Linked DNA regions of Mus musculus: region 1 is linked to region 2. The links are chromatin contacts, called in public Hi-C maps. All regions are on one chromosome and are shown on one strand. The core of a region is the stretch at or near the end of the contact, and the rest is flanking DNA. Distances in the headings are between cores, read along the strand shown.

Region 1 (7,110 bases), core at 3,458-5,957, 600 kb before region 2:
TTCAGCCGCATATGTGTCAGAGGATGGCTTTGTTGGACATCAGTGAGAATAGAGGCCCTTGGGCCTGAGGGGGTTCAATGACCTAATATAGGGGAATGCCAGGGTGGGAAGACAGGAGTGGGGGGCTGGGGGGTGGGGGAGCACCCTCATAGAGGCAGAGGGATGGAGGATAAGATAGGTCTAGAGGGGAGACCTGGAAAGGGGTTAACATTTGAAATGCAAATAAAGAAAATACCCAATAAAAGGGAAAAAAGAGTCTAGCAGTTGATGCCAGGGTCATAGTTTAGCACATTTATGGTCACATTAGCAGTGGGTAGCTTAGGAGGGGCATAGAGCTTTTCATTTTCATAGACCACAACATCTCTCAAGAAGCTGTGATTCCTATCTAGAGAAACTAGGCAAAAACTGAAGTAAAGGCCATCCAGTTGGACTGCAGTCTAGGGGAAGAGGACAGTGGTCTGGTATGCATGGAGCCTCAGATCTCTAGGTTCAAGTCTAACTCTGTCTATTCATAATAGCAATGGCACAGCCTCCAAAACAGAGTAGATAGAAGAAGTACAATTGCTTTGATTCACAGATGCCTTGGCCTGGCATAGAAATCCCTAAAGATCCCCTGTTTTCAAAATTCCCATTAGAACTAATAAATGAATTTAGTAAGGCTTTAGGAATCAAAATATAATATTTTAAAAAGCCAGTTGTGTCTAGATGATATGAACTATAAAAGGAAATTAAGAAAAGAATTTCACGGCTCATTAAGTAAAGCAACTCCTGTCAAGCCAACAACTTAAAGGTAGAAGACGAGAAGTTACTCTTGCACGGTGTCCCCTGACTTCCACATGCATGCAACTAGTTGTTGTTGTTGTTGTTGTTTTTAAGAATTCCACTTACAAAAGCACCAATAAAAACAAAATGCTTAGAAATAAATTTACCAACTAACTATACAACTTCTACTCAGAAAATCATGGTTAAAGATCGTTAGCTAAAGATAAATAAATAGAGAGGTTTTGTTCACAAACTGGAAGACTTAAAACTGTCATTGGTATGGAAAGTCTTCCCCAAACGAACTACAACTTTTTTGTAATCCTTAGTCCCAGTGAGCTCATTTCAATTTTTGCATAAATTGATAAGATGATTCAAAGGTTTGTCTGGGAAGTCAAAGGGACCTAGAATAGTCAAAACAACCTTAGGATTGGGAACCAAGTTGGGGGACTCACATGTCCCAATTTCCAAACTTATTACAAAGCTACCCTAATCAAAATGCTATGGCATTAGTACAAGATAGACATAACAGTGTCAACTTGATTGGGAGCTCTAAAAAAAGCCCGATAACTGATTTTTTACATAATGTACATAATTTAAATAATTAAAGGATGAAAAGATTGTCATTTCTCAAGTGGCATTGAACTAGATAACTATATGAAAATGGATCATTTTAACCAATAGGTCAGAGAAGGTCCCCATGATGGAATCCATGACTTTGTAAGGCAAAGAGGAAAGCACAGTGGGCACACTCTGTGACTCTTCTCATGTGTGACTCTTGTCATGTGATAGCCCGCATCGTTGATGACAGAAAGCAGGCCAGCACTGTTGCTATATTAGTTTAAATGTCCTAGCCCCCAGGGCTAAGGGAAATACATCTCTCTTCTCTATGGAGTTACCCAGTTTGTGCCATTTTGTCATAGTAACAGAAGCCAGCCCAAAGCAGGAGGCCTGAGTCAGTTTCTCATCCTCCCAGAATTGTGCTTAACTCTAGAATTCCAGCTTTCTGTTCCCTTCCCTCTGGAGTTCTATTTTCCTTATTGGGTAAGTTCTAAAGTGGTAATAACCACATGTCAAACTATATTGTTACGTGCCTTTTAAAGTTTATCCTGCTTTTTGTAACACGTTATAATTTGCCTGAAGACCAGCCCCATTTCTGATGTATCTGTGTACTCTAGCCAGGAATAATTTCCTCATACACACTGGAAACATTGGTTCTGCTGCTGGGATTGCATCCACGTGAAAGGTTTCTCCAAACACACAGCCCTTGAAGTTTAGTCATGACAACCTCATCAGGAGAGCCTTCAATCCTTTAGACTCACCTCCAATGTCCAAGCATTACCTTTTCAAGGAGCTTGGCATGCCATTTGAGCTAATCACCTTGACTATGCCTAGGGGATGCTTCCACAGGGGCTAGCTACCCTGATATTCCCATGCTGGCTTATCTTTGCCCACTGACTACAAACTGCTGAAGGATGGTTACTCCATTTTGCTCCCCTTAGAGCTGCTTTGCACCTAGCCAGTAGCTGCGTGTAAGTGTGTCTGCGGCATAAACAGATCATAAATAGACGCAAAGGCCCAGGGAGACTCCTGACTTCTCACTGAATGCTGCTTTTCTGCCCCTGATCCCAGATATCAGGCTTTCAATAGTTCCCCAACATTGACAAGAAAGCCTGTTGACTCTCACCCCATCACACCAAGGCCCCTCCCCTAACTCCACAACAAAACAACCGTGAGGTTCATGTGAAGACAGCCTGCACTGAAGTGAAGCCAAGGAGAAACCGTTGTTTATCAAACTTAAAAGACAAACATTAGCATGCCTCCATTTAAACAGAGTTCTGAGGCTTGTAAAGTTCAAGTTTCATTTCTGCTTGGCCAAGTGGAATTTCCTGGTTTAATGTAAGAAAAGTTGAAGGGCCTCTATGAGAAGACGCTGAGGACTTTGGGAGACTCCCATTTTGCTTCAGTGATTATTGTCATATCCATTTTCCTTAAAAGGCATTAGTTTTATTTTTTTTAAATCTTGATATTGATTTAATGCCAGGTATGATGTTCTGAATACTGCTCAACACAGCGCACAACCAGGTAGAGCTGGTTCCCAGGTCTGAGGGTGACTATTTCTGTGATGGGGCAAGGAAGGTTCTGAGAAGCAGACTGGGGGTGGAACATGAGTGGGCTCTGTTGTCTACCTAACTCTGATTCATGTAACATTAGGACAGTTACTGACACCTTCTGTGCCTCTATGTCCCCGTCTGGAAAATGGGTTAATCGCCTCACCTCGCAGGGGTGTTGCAAGGTTTAATGAGGTAATGATGTTTGAGCTCTTTGAGCTTCAGATGAAAGTGATAGCCCAGAACAAAGCTTGCTGGTGATTATGCATAATTAAAGCTCTGTAGGAAGGTTGGTTTGAGTTACCCCCAAAGCCATCACAAGAGAACCCAGGCTTAGAATAGACCCAATGTGCAAGCCCCTGGGAGTTTTCACCCCATTGTGTGATTCTACTAAACTAACTGTCATGTTTCATGTCCCATGAGCAGAGCCCCCCAAGACAGTGTGGGGCAACTTATATTACCACTGTCACCCTGAGCCGATGCCTACTGCCCTGACCCTTGAGATATGTTAATCAAATGGCAATGGATGCTCACGCACGCACCCAGTGAATTCCTTTACGTTTCTGTACAATTTTAAAGGCATCAAGCAGAACCACTTCCATCGGTCTGGTCCCCCATGTGATTGTGAAACCCTACATTTCATTTAGAAAAGGAAAACCTCTTAAACTACAGAGTGTAAAAGAAAATATCGGTTGTGCAAATTAGCATCAGAAGGACATAAATGACCCCAGGTTAGTCTCCACCCAACGCAGTTTAATCAAAAACAGAAGAGGGGATTGAATTCAGTGACGCAGATGAGGGCTTCCCAAACAAGATGGACAGAACACCAAAACCAAACAAAAACAAAACAAAACAAAACAAAAACAAACAAACAAACAAAAAACCCAAAAGAGATACACGGCCCTGCCTGCGCCACACTCGGCCAGACAGAGAGCTCTTTCTTCCCTGGCAGAAAGCAGCCTGTGTTCGTGCCACTCTACAGACATGCACAAGACACAGGTCCCGGAGTTTCTCCATAGTGTAACAGCCGCAGCCTGTGTCACCAGGCTAGCGCCAGAGAGGGAAAGTCTTGGGTTGTGGTGCGCCTAACATGCCCACCTCCCTCGGTGTGCTTCTACCTGATGACCCAATACATAGCTTTTTTTCGGTAGCTTAGGAGCACTTCGTCTGTGTAAATGGAGGAGCCTCTGTGAGGAGGCAAAGGAAGCAGCAACCTGGATGGCCAATCTGAGAACCACAGTCAACCTCAGAGACGAGCAGCACTGTGCTTTGAAGGCGCGCAGGGGCTGGGAGTCGGGGATTAGCTTTAAGCCAATAGAAAGGCCTTCTCTTTTTGTTGTTTGCATTGGGACAGGCTTTCCTTGTGTGACTAGGATGGCTTGAAACTGGAATTTCTCCCAAGACAAGCCCACTTCTAACAGCACTAGCCGGCGAGGAAATGGACTGTTCACCAGCTTCCCAGGCGTCTGTGTGGGGTTTGAACTGTCGGCCTTTTACAGGGAGAAACACTGCGGACTCATATTCTGCTGTGAGGAGGAGATAATACCAAAGACTCATGTAGACCTTCACATCATCGCTTCAGAAGCTGCATGTGAGGCAACTCCTCTCCGGGCTCCTCTTCCAAGTGTCTATCTCTCCTTGGACACTCATCTTGGGAGAATTTAAACGATCGTTATAAAGAATAATTTCCCTAGAGGATACAAAAACTTCCACTTTGTATTCCGATCTGAGTCACGGGGAGAACAGTCCAAAGGAAAACACAGCAGAGACTGGGCTCCTGAAGTCCGGAGAATACCAACTGCAGGCGTGGTGCTATACCGACTCTGTCCTCTAGGTGGCAGCATTTAGTTATAGCTGCGCGTCCACGTCTCCTTTCAATGGCGCCTGGAGGACGACTGGGTTGAGTGAGTTTGACTTGGTCCGCTTCAATTTTCAAACTATGGAGCATAATCAATGAAGATTTTAATATCATTAAATGAATGCCTCTGCTGGGGAAAAATAGTTGGAATTCAGCTCTGCCTGACAAAGAGGAAGCAGCCTATTGATCACACTCAAGGTCATAGCTGGCTCAGAATTGCCAGCCTATCACGTTCCCTTACCTCCTCGGATATGCAATCTTTTTCCCCTTCTGCCTTGAAAGCTACGTTAAAGCAACATAGGCTGGTTATGACTGTTCTGTTTTTCATTTCCAGGTAGTTTTTAAAGATTTAAAGATGGACAAGGCCGCTAACTGTATCCAGTAAAAAATTTTAAAAAGTTATGTACTGTGTTTACAGCTAAAAATCAGGGCACGATGCTAATACTGCATATTATTATAGACTAGGAAAAAGACTTACAAAAAAAATCCTCATAGGCCAAGTATGCCTATAGAGGCCAAGCAATCAGGTCTCTGTGCAGGGGAGCCACTATAATTTATTGATAGGAAGCCTCGTTGTAGATGAACATCCAATTGCCACTTGATTCTGTCCTTAAGAAAGCAGTCTATGAAGTTGTGAAAGATCCTCTAGGGCAGACATTCCCAACCAGTAGATCAGGGTCAACCAGCCAGGCACCTAGCTTACCTGGAGCACAGTCAAGTCAGGGCTGCCCACACCCTCTCTGGATCAGCAGGTTTCTAGCCTGTGCTTCCAGTTAGGAAGAGAAAGTGCAGTCTCTGGACTGGCCTCTCACCAGGGCCATCCACACTGTGCTGGCCCAGGGCTGAGACCTGATGATGTCCCTTTGGGAATTGTTCTACTTCTCTGATGAGGGTGCTGGTCACTGCCCTGGGGTCAGAAACCCGCACTCATTGGGGAGTTTCCAAATCTTATTGTTTGTTTGGCTTCCTGAAACCTTCCTTCTGTGTCTAAAAACCAAAATCTGTTTTGCATAGGTACTAGTACTGTTGTTGTTGTTGTTGTTGTTGTTGTTGTTGTTGTTGTTGTTTTCTTTAATTAAGAAAAGGAAAGAGTAAGCTTTAAAAACTCCATAGCTCACCTGAAAAATAACAAGAGTAGTCAAGAGCACATGAAGGAGTTCTGAAAGGGACCAACGTCAGAGCTTGTCAGTAAATACAAACAAGGCCAGCAGGAGAAACCTTCAACAGGAGCGGAGCGCTCTCAATATACAAGCTAAGGCTTACTCGAATTACCGACAGTAGTTAAGAACAGCAATGGGGCTTGCATAGTTGGGCTTCCCCACTTCAGTGCAGCTTCAGGAGACTCTCCTATTTGTTTGCTCAGCTGCCATGACAAAGTACTACAGCTGGTAGCTTACATAAGAGACATTTCTGAACTCACAATTCTGGATGCCTGAATCAAGATCCAGCTGTCGCAAGAGCTGGTTTTGTTTTGTATGTTGTTTTTGATTTTTGTAAGAGCTCACTCCTTGGCTCGCAGACAGATCTCTCTGTCTCCTTGCATTTTTTTAGTCTTCCTGCTGTGCGTGTCTGTGTCCTAATCTTTTCCTGTAAGGACAGGTGTCCATGTACAATTCTCCCATATGGCTTCATTTTGGCATCAAGGATCATGTCTTCCAATACAGCCGGTCTGATGTGAAAGCATCAGCACATAATGCTGATGAGGGATGTAACTCAGCATGCATATTACACAACCTCTTTACACAATGCTGTGTGTGTGTGTGTGTGTGTGTGTGTGTGTGTGTGTGTGTGTGTGCACTCGTGCAAGCGTATGTCTGTGCACTCACACACACACAAACATGTGAACAAACATATATGATGTTATATATGTTTGCATCTACACATATGTATGTGAACAAACATAATATACATAAACTTATCAAAAATTATTTTAATGCACATATTCCTGTGTACAACTGAAGGAGACTACACAAAGTCTTTGTCACCCTTACCAACAAGGTAATAGCTACAGGGACATACCTGTAGATCAGAGCCACTCTAGTATGGCAGGGATGGGGCTGGTGAGGGGACAAGAAGAGGGATTTAAACCAGCATGCCCAGCCCTTGCCCTACCTCCCATGCTCAGAATCAACACTTGTGGAGAGAGGCCACAAGAGAGTCCAGTAGAAAGGGTTCATTCACAGGCCTGACTTCATGAACTCAAATCAAACTTGGGTTCAGAAGAAAGCAAGAAGATCCTCAGGATGCAGGTCCTCCTAACAGAGCTAGTGGCACTGCTGAGAAGCATACATGGCCAAACAACCAAACCCCAGGGGTCCCAGCACATTGTCTGGGACAAAGTTTTAAATTCAAACTTCTCTCAGAGCAGACAAAGGCAAGTCT
Region 2 (7,688 bases), core at 4,637-7,136:
TGCTCAGAATAAGTGACAGTGGGGTGCTCAGCTCTAGATGGGATGCGTATACCATCCCCTCTAAGGCTTGGCAAGCAACATGGCAGAGGGAGGAGTGTTCTGGAATGCTACTTTCTGGTTGTGATGTAGCCATTACACTTTTGAACTTTCAGAATCTATGATTACCTGCTAAGACCTGCACAAGATCAAGCCCATGACCCTTCAGTTACCAACAGGGGAAGGGCTCACAAGGGTCTGTCCCTTCCTGAAGACATATAGGCAGTTAAAGGTTGCTAGCAGGAAGGGCTTCGTGAGGACCTATAGGCAGTCGATGGCTGCTGGGGAAGGAAGAAAGGGATGGATGTAGCCACTGGTAAGTTGTACATGCTCCCTCCTGTACATAACCCTACTTTAACTTACTCGATCACCAAAACATTACATTCAATTAAAAAAGACATGAAAATTCTTGCCATGCAAGCGTAAAAACCTGGGTTCGATCTTCAGCATGCATGTCAAAAGCCAGCATTCAGTTTCCAGCACCCTTGTAAAAAGCAAGGCATGGGAATGTGGACTTACAATGGCAGGGGAGCAAGGGAGACAGGAAGGTCCCTGGGGCAGGCTGGCCAGCCTACTTAGTGAGCCCCAGGTCCTAGTAGGACCTTCTCCAAAATTTAATGTGGACAGCTCACAAAGAGCAATCCCAAAGGCTAACCTCTGGCATGCACGCATGCTGGCACGTATGTGTACCCTCATACACACATGCACACTAACACACACTTGCACACATAAAAAATACATGTAAAATACATTATATACATGGCTAAAATGTCAATATAAAACTGCTACAGACATTTACTATATATTAATAAAAGCAGGCAAGGTTAACCTCTGGTAGGTGGATGTGGCATCTTATGGTGCTTTTACTTGTGTTTTTCTGTGCCAGCGCTGTCTTTCCTGTCGTGAGATGCTTGGGGTTTTTTTGTTTTTTGTTTTTTGTTTTTTTTTTGTTTTTGGCAGACTGTGGTAGTGGCATTTGCCTTGCTCATTTTTATTTATTCTTAATTCAAATTATTAAACTATTTGAGAATTTCATACACATATACAATGCATTTTGACTATATTAGCCCCATCTTTCCCCTACAGTCTCTCAAAGACACTCCCACATCTCCCTCTGTCTTAGTTTGGGTTTCTATTGCTGTGCAAAGGCACCAAGACCATGACAGCTCTTAGTAAGGAAAATGTTTAATTATGCTGGTTTACAGTTCAGGGGTCTAGTCCATTATCACCTTGGCGGGAAGCACGGCGACACACAGGCAGACATGGTGCTGCAGAGGTAGCTGAGAGTTCTTTATCTGGATCCACAGGCAGCAGGAAGGGACAGCCATGCTGATCATGGCTTGGGCATCTGAGACCCTAAAGCCCACCTTCATGGGGACACACTTCCTTTAAAAAGGCCACACCTCCTAATAGTCTCACTCCCTATGGGGGCCATTTTCCTTCAAACCACTACACCCTTCCAACTTTATATCCTCTTTTCCCCTCTTAATAACTCCCTGCACCCAGCTAGTGCTGCCTGTATGCACGTGGGTATAGGATCAGCCATGAGAGCATGAGTACCCATGAGAAGTCACTCTCCTGAAGAAACCTGTCTCTTCCTCCTCCAGCAGCTATACAATGCCACTAGCTATCAGTCAGGGGTGGGGCCATGTGGACATCCCTCCATCCATGGTGCATACCTGTCTTAATACGATTTGCTTGCATGTTTGCTTTTTAAGACAGGGTTTCTTTGTGTAATGATGCTGGCTGTCCTGGAGCTCACTCTGTATACCAGGTTGGCTTTGAACTCACAGAGATCCTCCTGCCTTTGCCTCTGAGTGTTGAGATTAAGGGTATGTGCCACCACCAGGAATGTTGAATATTTTAAAATATAAATTTAGCTGGGCAGTGGTAGCACATCCCTCTAATCCCAGCACTTGGGAGGCAGAGGCAGGCAGATTTCTGAGTTCAAGGCCAGCCTGGTCTACAGAGGGAGTTCCAGGACAGCCAGGGTTACACAGAGAAACCTTGTCTTGAAAAAAAAAAACCCAAATTAAACAAACAAGCAAACAAACAAATAAATACATTTTAATGATAGATAGACTTTGGGGAAAAGGGTTGGAGTTTGTGAAGTCATAAAGATATATACTCTTTGGGGGAAGTCTCTTTAAGAACAGACTATAAAATTACTTATATGAACTTGGAAGGGCCCCTCCCAGCATATTGAAAGAATCCACGTAAATGTGAGACCCGAAGCTCAGCTTTCCTCAGTATGATAGAAAATTCCCAGGATGGAACACAATTGGCAGCCTGATAACTTGCGACTGTACATTCGTTTTCCTTTTTAATTCTTTTGAGGTGAGGTCAAGCTGACCTAAAACTCAATATCACCCAATCTAGTCTCACACTTGTACCCATCTTTCTGTCCCAGTTGCTCAAGTGCTGGCATTAGAGCCATGAGCCACCACATGCCGAATAAGACAGGGTCTTGTTATCTATGGCACAAGTTTTTGTTTCTTTGCCTCAGCCCTTTGTATTTTGCATTTCCTAGGATGTGCCATTTCATTTATCTTAAGTTGTTTCTTTCTCTTATTTATTTTAAATCTTGTTTTATTTTATCCACTAAAACTCATACTCAGGTGAACAGCTTATAACTAAACCTTGTCATATGTATGTATGTATGTATGTATGTATGTAGCATGTTCTCATTTTCTTGGGATAACCTTCTAGAAGTCTGCTTAGTTGGTCAAATGGTGTGATCATAGTAAAAACACTTATCACCACATTGCTTATACTTCTGGCAGGACATAGGCATCTTTTCCTCCAGTCTGTCACCTTGCTTTTGCTTTATGATTATTTTTTCCATTTGACTTCCATCAAGTCAGAGCTTGAGGTTCCCCTACCCTGACCCCCACTCACTCACCCCCAAACTGCCCTGCACATCACTAAACACCTGCTCTTGTTTACTAAGTGTGTCCTTTATCATCCTCTCCCTAAATAGTCATCATCCACTTGTCTTTTTAACAGACACTAATTTTATTTTATGTGAGGAATGTTTGTGTGCTTGTGTGCATGTATGTGCACCGTCTGTGTGTCTGGTGCTTGAGGAGTCCAGAAGAGGGCTTAACAACCCTGGTAGCACAAACAGATGTCTGTGAGCTGTAATGTACCAAGTCTGCAATCGTTTAGCTGCTGAGCCATCTGGCTAGTCCCTTGCTTGGCTTTAAAGTCACCTCTGGTACTGAGCATTTTCTGAAATTCCCAGAGAGAACCAGGATTTCTCCATATGCTTTGACCCTGGCATCTGAAACACCATATTGTGTTTTGTTTATGTTGAAATAAAGGGTACAATTCTTTACAAGATTGGTAATAATTTTTCCAGAGCATAGAGTCTGACAGAGAATATAGACGTACATTTGTGCAGGTTGAATAAGTAAATGAATTAACTACAGTGGAAAGATAATTGTTTAGAAGTTCAGTTACCTGTGGTTAGTTCTCATTAAAACTCTCACTTATTAATTTAACTCTAGTGAGTCACTAGTTTGCCTCTGGTAGTACAGGTGGCCTTGGGACTCACTGCAGATGATGTGTCAAAAGTTCCAGCAACTAATGACAAAATGGGCAGGCAGGGTGTACAGTGGCTGTCTCCAGCCCTGTCAAAGCTTTCTTGTTGTCAGAATTAAATGTAGGACACTAGTCATGCTGTGTTGATATCGAAAGCTTTGTATGTTTGTGAGAGGCTGAGAGTGCTCATGCCGTGGCAGTTGTACAGACCCCCTTCCCCACAAATCTGGAAGTGTGGAAGAGAAACCAGCTTAGAGAGAAGTCAGGGAGTGGTGCCCCGCCAGGGCAAGACCTGACCTTAGCTTCTGGTGACTGGTGCAGGTCCAAGAAACTTTGATTCCTTTATACCTGGGAAGGTGAGACGTTTTCTTTTGTATACACCCCCCCACACCCAACCTCCACATCCCTCACCCACACCCCTCCTACAGGAGTCCTGCCAGTGAGGGTTATGCCTGGGGTTGATAGATAACAAGAAACCCTGGCGGTTCGTGGGTTTCTGAATCTGTGCTAGGGTTACTTAGGACAGACCTTTGGTTTGACAAGAATTTCAGACTCAGTTTACTTTAACTCTGCTCCTTGTATTCCCCTCTTCTCCTCTCCAGTTTCCCTCCCTCTCCCCTTCCCTGGTTATTCTTGACTATATCTGAAATGAACTGAAACTCAAGTGGTTGGGTATATCTGTGAAAAACTTTTTCTCAATTAAATCATTTGAAATGGGAAGACTCCCTTTTAATCTGGATCTTTTGGGGTGGGAAGACTGTCTCAGGGTTCATTGCTGTAAAGGAACACCATGACCAAGGCAACTCTTATATAAGACAAACATTTCATTAACATTTCATTGTGGCTGACTTACTTCCTCTAACAAGGCCATAACTCCTAACAATGCCACTTCTCATGTGCCAAGTGTATCCAAACCACCACAAAGACCTAACTCTAACTTTCTACTGGTAGCCAATATAGAGGCGATGGAAGAAGGAAGCTTGCTTTCTTTGCCTGCTTGCTCTCTCTTGCTATTAAATTCATTCCTTCACTGGCATTAGAGCCTACTTTTTTGGGGATTCTGGCATATACTGAAGACCAGCTGAGACATTCAGCTCTCTTGGACTGAGCAACTGCTGAATTCTTGGATTTTCCATTGGTGACAGCCATTGCTGTATATGCTGAACCACAGCCTATAAGACACTCTAACAAATCATATGTATGCATGTATGTATGTATGTATGTATGTATGTACGTATGTATGCATGTATGTATGTATGCATGTATGTATGTAGGTATGTATGTATGTATGTATGTATGTATGTATGTATGTATCTTACTGACACAATCCCTTCCCTCTCCTCCTCTCCCCTCCCTTCCCTTCCCCTTCTGTTCCATTACTCTTTTTCTTTCTCCCCTTTTCCTTCCAGTAAACCTAGCTGCTGGGAGTCTGGAGACAGGGAGACCTCCAGGGTTTCTTAACAGTAACTGGCAAGCTCAGTGAGAGAGGTAGAGTGTGATTGAGGAAGACACCCAACCTCGAACCTCTCGCCTCCATGAGCATATGTGCACACATATCCTTACCTACCAGTACACATAGGTATACACACAAACATGTACGCTCTCACACACAAAAGTGAAATAAAAGGTAGGGCTCGGAAGGAGTGCACATCTGTAGCAGAACATGCACAGAACACAAACCAGGCTGGGCCTGCAACCCAAGAGCCCCAGGCAATCAGTAAATAAAACCTACTTAGTTTGAAAAGCAATAGTACATTGTAGACATTGGTGGAGCTGCAGACTCACAGGCCTGTGACTCACATATCACCTCTGATGTTCAATCAATGCCCTAACACTGTCTCATCCACAGATTAATGCCTGGACCCTGGGTCTTTGGAATTATTCACTGTGAGTCTTCAGGGCTCCTCACTGACCAAGCACAGCTCTGAATATAGTCATTTTGTGCTGTTGTCCTTCACTGTGTCCTCCTATGGTTTATTTCCTTTAAGGTCTGCTTACTTTTGCTATTTTCTTATGCTCAGTGATCTTTCCTTGCAAGCCTGTGGAAATGATGAGTCATGACCAGCCTGGAAGGTGAGAGCGAACATTCTTAGTTTTATTCTGGTCTGTCTGTTCCAATACTGAGCTAGGGGAAGCGCTGTCTCACCTTCACCCTGTCCTGCCAAGGTGCCTGACTTTCTTATTAAAACCAGAAGGTGAGTTATGGGTACAAGGCCAGTGTGGAAAAGATTAAGCTCGTTCTCTGTCGAAACATCCTATTAATCAGCAGAGACAAGCTGCCAGCATGACAAGGCTCTACCCATAATCCCTTAGGGTCTGCTATTACTTCAACCTCAGGAATCATAAATACCTCCAGATTGTAGGCACTCTCAGGGTGTTTTAATCTCCTTGAAATTTGCCCTGGTTCCTGACAGATGCCATCCATGACTGACTCAGAATTCCCACAGGAGACAGCTGCAGAGCCTGCCTTCAGGTAGAGCCCCAGCTGGGGGAAAAGGTCCTTAATCATCATTGTAATTTATCTGGGAGTTGGTGGCTCATGCTTATCACCCCTGAGTGGAGATGCTGAAGCAGGATAGTGAGTTCTAGGCCAGCTTGGATTACATAGTGTGTTTTAGGCCAGTTTGGGCTACATAGTGAGTTCTAAGCCAGTTTGGGCTACATAGTAAGTTCCAGGCCAGCTTGGGATACAATGTGAGAAGGGATCTCAAAACAAAATCATCCCTCCATCCCCCAAAGTCTTGTAATTTCACTGAATCATTTTACTGCATGAGGAAAATATTATACATTTATTGTTTAAAGAGCTATACTCTCTACATTTTGGAAGCCTAGGAGAAAGCCTTGTTATCCCAACATTACCCATGTGCTCCAATGCTAGTCTCTTGTGTGCGGCCCAAGTCCTCATAAGTAATGAGAGATGTATACTCCAACCTCCCTGTGGATACGGTCAGTCTTTTTAGACTGGTTTCAGTGAAGGACATTCATCTTTCCCAAGATCACACTCCCATCTTGTGGGGCATTGGGCTATGCACAGACAGGCTGGTCTCCAGTTAAGCTGAGATCTGAACCCCAGAAGGGTGATAATTCACCTACATGACACAGTAGGTGTTCCCTCATGCTCCTGGAACTGCCTCCTGTCTCACTTACCACCCCCCCAGCCCCCACAAGAGAAGCATGGCTAGAAGTCATGTAGGCAATGTCCTAAGCTTCTGACCTTCAGGCTAAACTCCTCCCCAGTTACCTAGCAGCAGTAAAGACCATAAAAGGGGCTGTTAGGCCCCTCCTCATCTCTCTCTTACTCCTCTCTCTTATTCCTCACTCTCACCCTCTCACTCCTTTCTTTGTCTTCTCTCCTCGCTCACTTCTCTCATTCCTTTGTTCTCTTACCTCTCACTTCTCTCACTCCTCTCTCTGTCTTCTCCTCTCCTCTCCTCTCCTCTCCTCTCCTCTCCTCTCCTCTCCTCTCCTCTCCTCTCCTCTCCTCTCCTCTCCTCTCCTCTCCTCTCTTCTCCTCTCCTCTCCCTCTCTCCCTTTTACTCTCTCTTTCTCTCTAGCCTTTGCCCTCTCTCTTTTCTACCTTCTCTCTTTCTCCCTGCCTTTCTATAATAAAGCTCTAAAACCATAGACAGTCTCTGCTCATCAAGATCCACTGTGCTCACTCTCACTGGTGTAGGAACCTTTATTCCCTCTTCCCTCTCTCCCATAACCCTGGGGCTACAGGGTGTGGCCCCAGGGCTCCCAGGTTGGGCTGCCCCTTGTCCAACCCCCAAAGAGTGGGTCAGAGGCTTAGATGCCCACCCGGGGCTGAGTGGAAAGCGTGTGGCAGCCCTCCCACGTTCATCTGACCAGAGCATAAGTGAAACTCTGGTGGGACGTGGGTCTTTCCTCCCTCTCTTCCCCATGGCCCCCTTATTAGTTCCCACACCATCTCAGAGTGGTTCTCTAGAGCTCTGCCATGACAGTGGTAGGTGTCTGCTGGGACACGGAGGACAGTAGAGCATCCTGATTTCTCTAGTCTCAGTCTGATTCCTTCTCACTATGTAGTATAACAAATATCCTTCTCATAGTGACAAGGACCCAGAAGACTTAACCCACATCAGCCTCAGCAC

What was found. A called contact is a pair of places that touch in the nucleus more often than the background predicts.
Region 1: a Hi-C map of tail fibroblasts shows a contact between it and region 2, with 8 times the contacts expected there. The contact joins two enhancer-like sites. A contact is called at or near these places in 1 of 39 promoter capture datasets (hippocampal neurons), 2 of 15 datasets of contacts at CTCF or cohesin (hippocampal excitatory neurons and pro-B cells), 18 of 484 Hi-C or Micro-C datasets (the Ba/F3 cell line, CD4 T cells, the G1E-ER4 cell line and 12 more) and 2 of 115 datasets of contacts at active chromatin or transcription factors (acute myeloid leukemia and embryonic stem cells).

The regions. Positions count from the first base shown.
Region 1 is chr4:9,094,843-9,101,952 of GRCm38.p6, reverse strand. No RefSeq gene overlaps it. Among named protein-coding and RNA genes, the nearest start is that of Gm50597, 23 kb to the left of the region's middle. Within about 2 kb of position 4,707, at least 51 of the 459 cell types and tissues checked have an H3K27ac peak or open chromatin away from gene starts, as enhancers often do. A contact at or near this core is called in tail fibroblasts, where this site is marked.
Region 2 is chr4:8,497,354-8,505,041 of GRCm38.p6, reverse strand. No RefSeq gene overlaps it. Among named protein-coding and RNA genes, the nearest start is that of Rab2a, 34 kb to the left of the region's middle. Within about 2 kb of position 5,886, at least 30 of the 459 cell types and tissues checked have an H3K27ac peak or open chromatin away from gene starts, as enhancers often do. A contact at or near this core is called in tail fibroblasts, where this site is marked.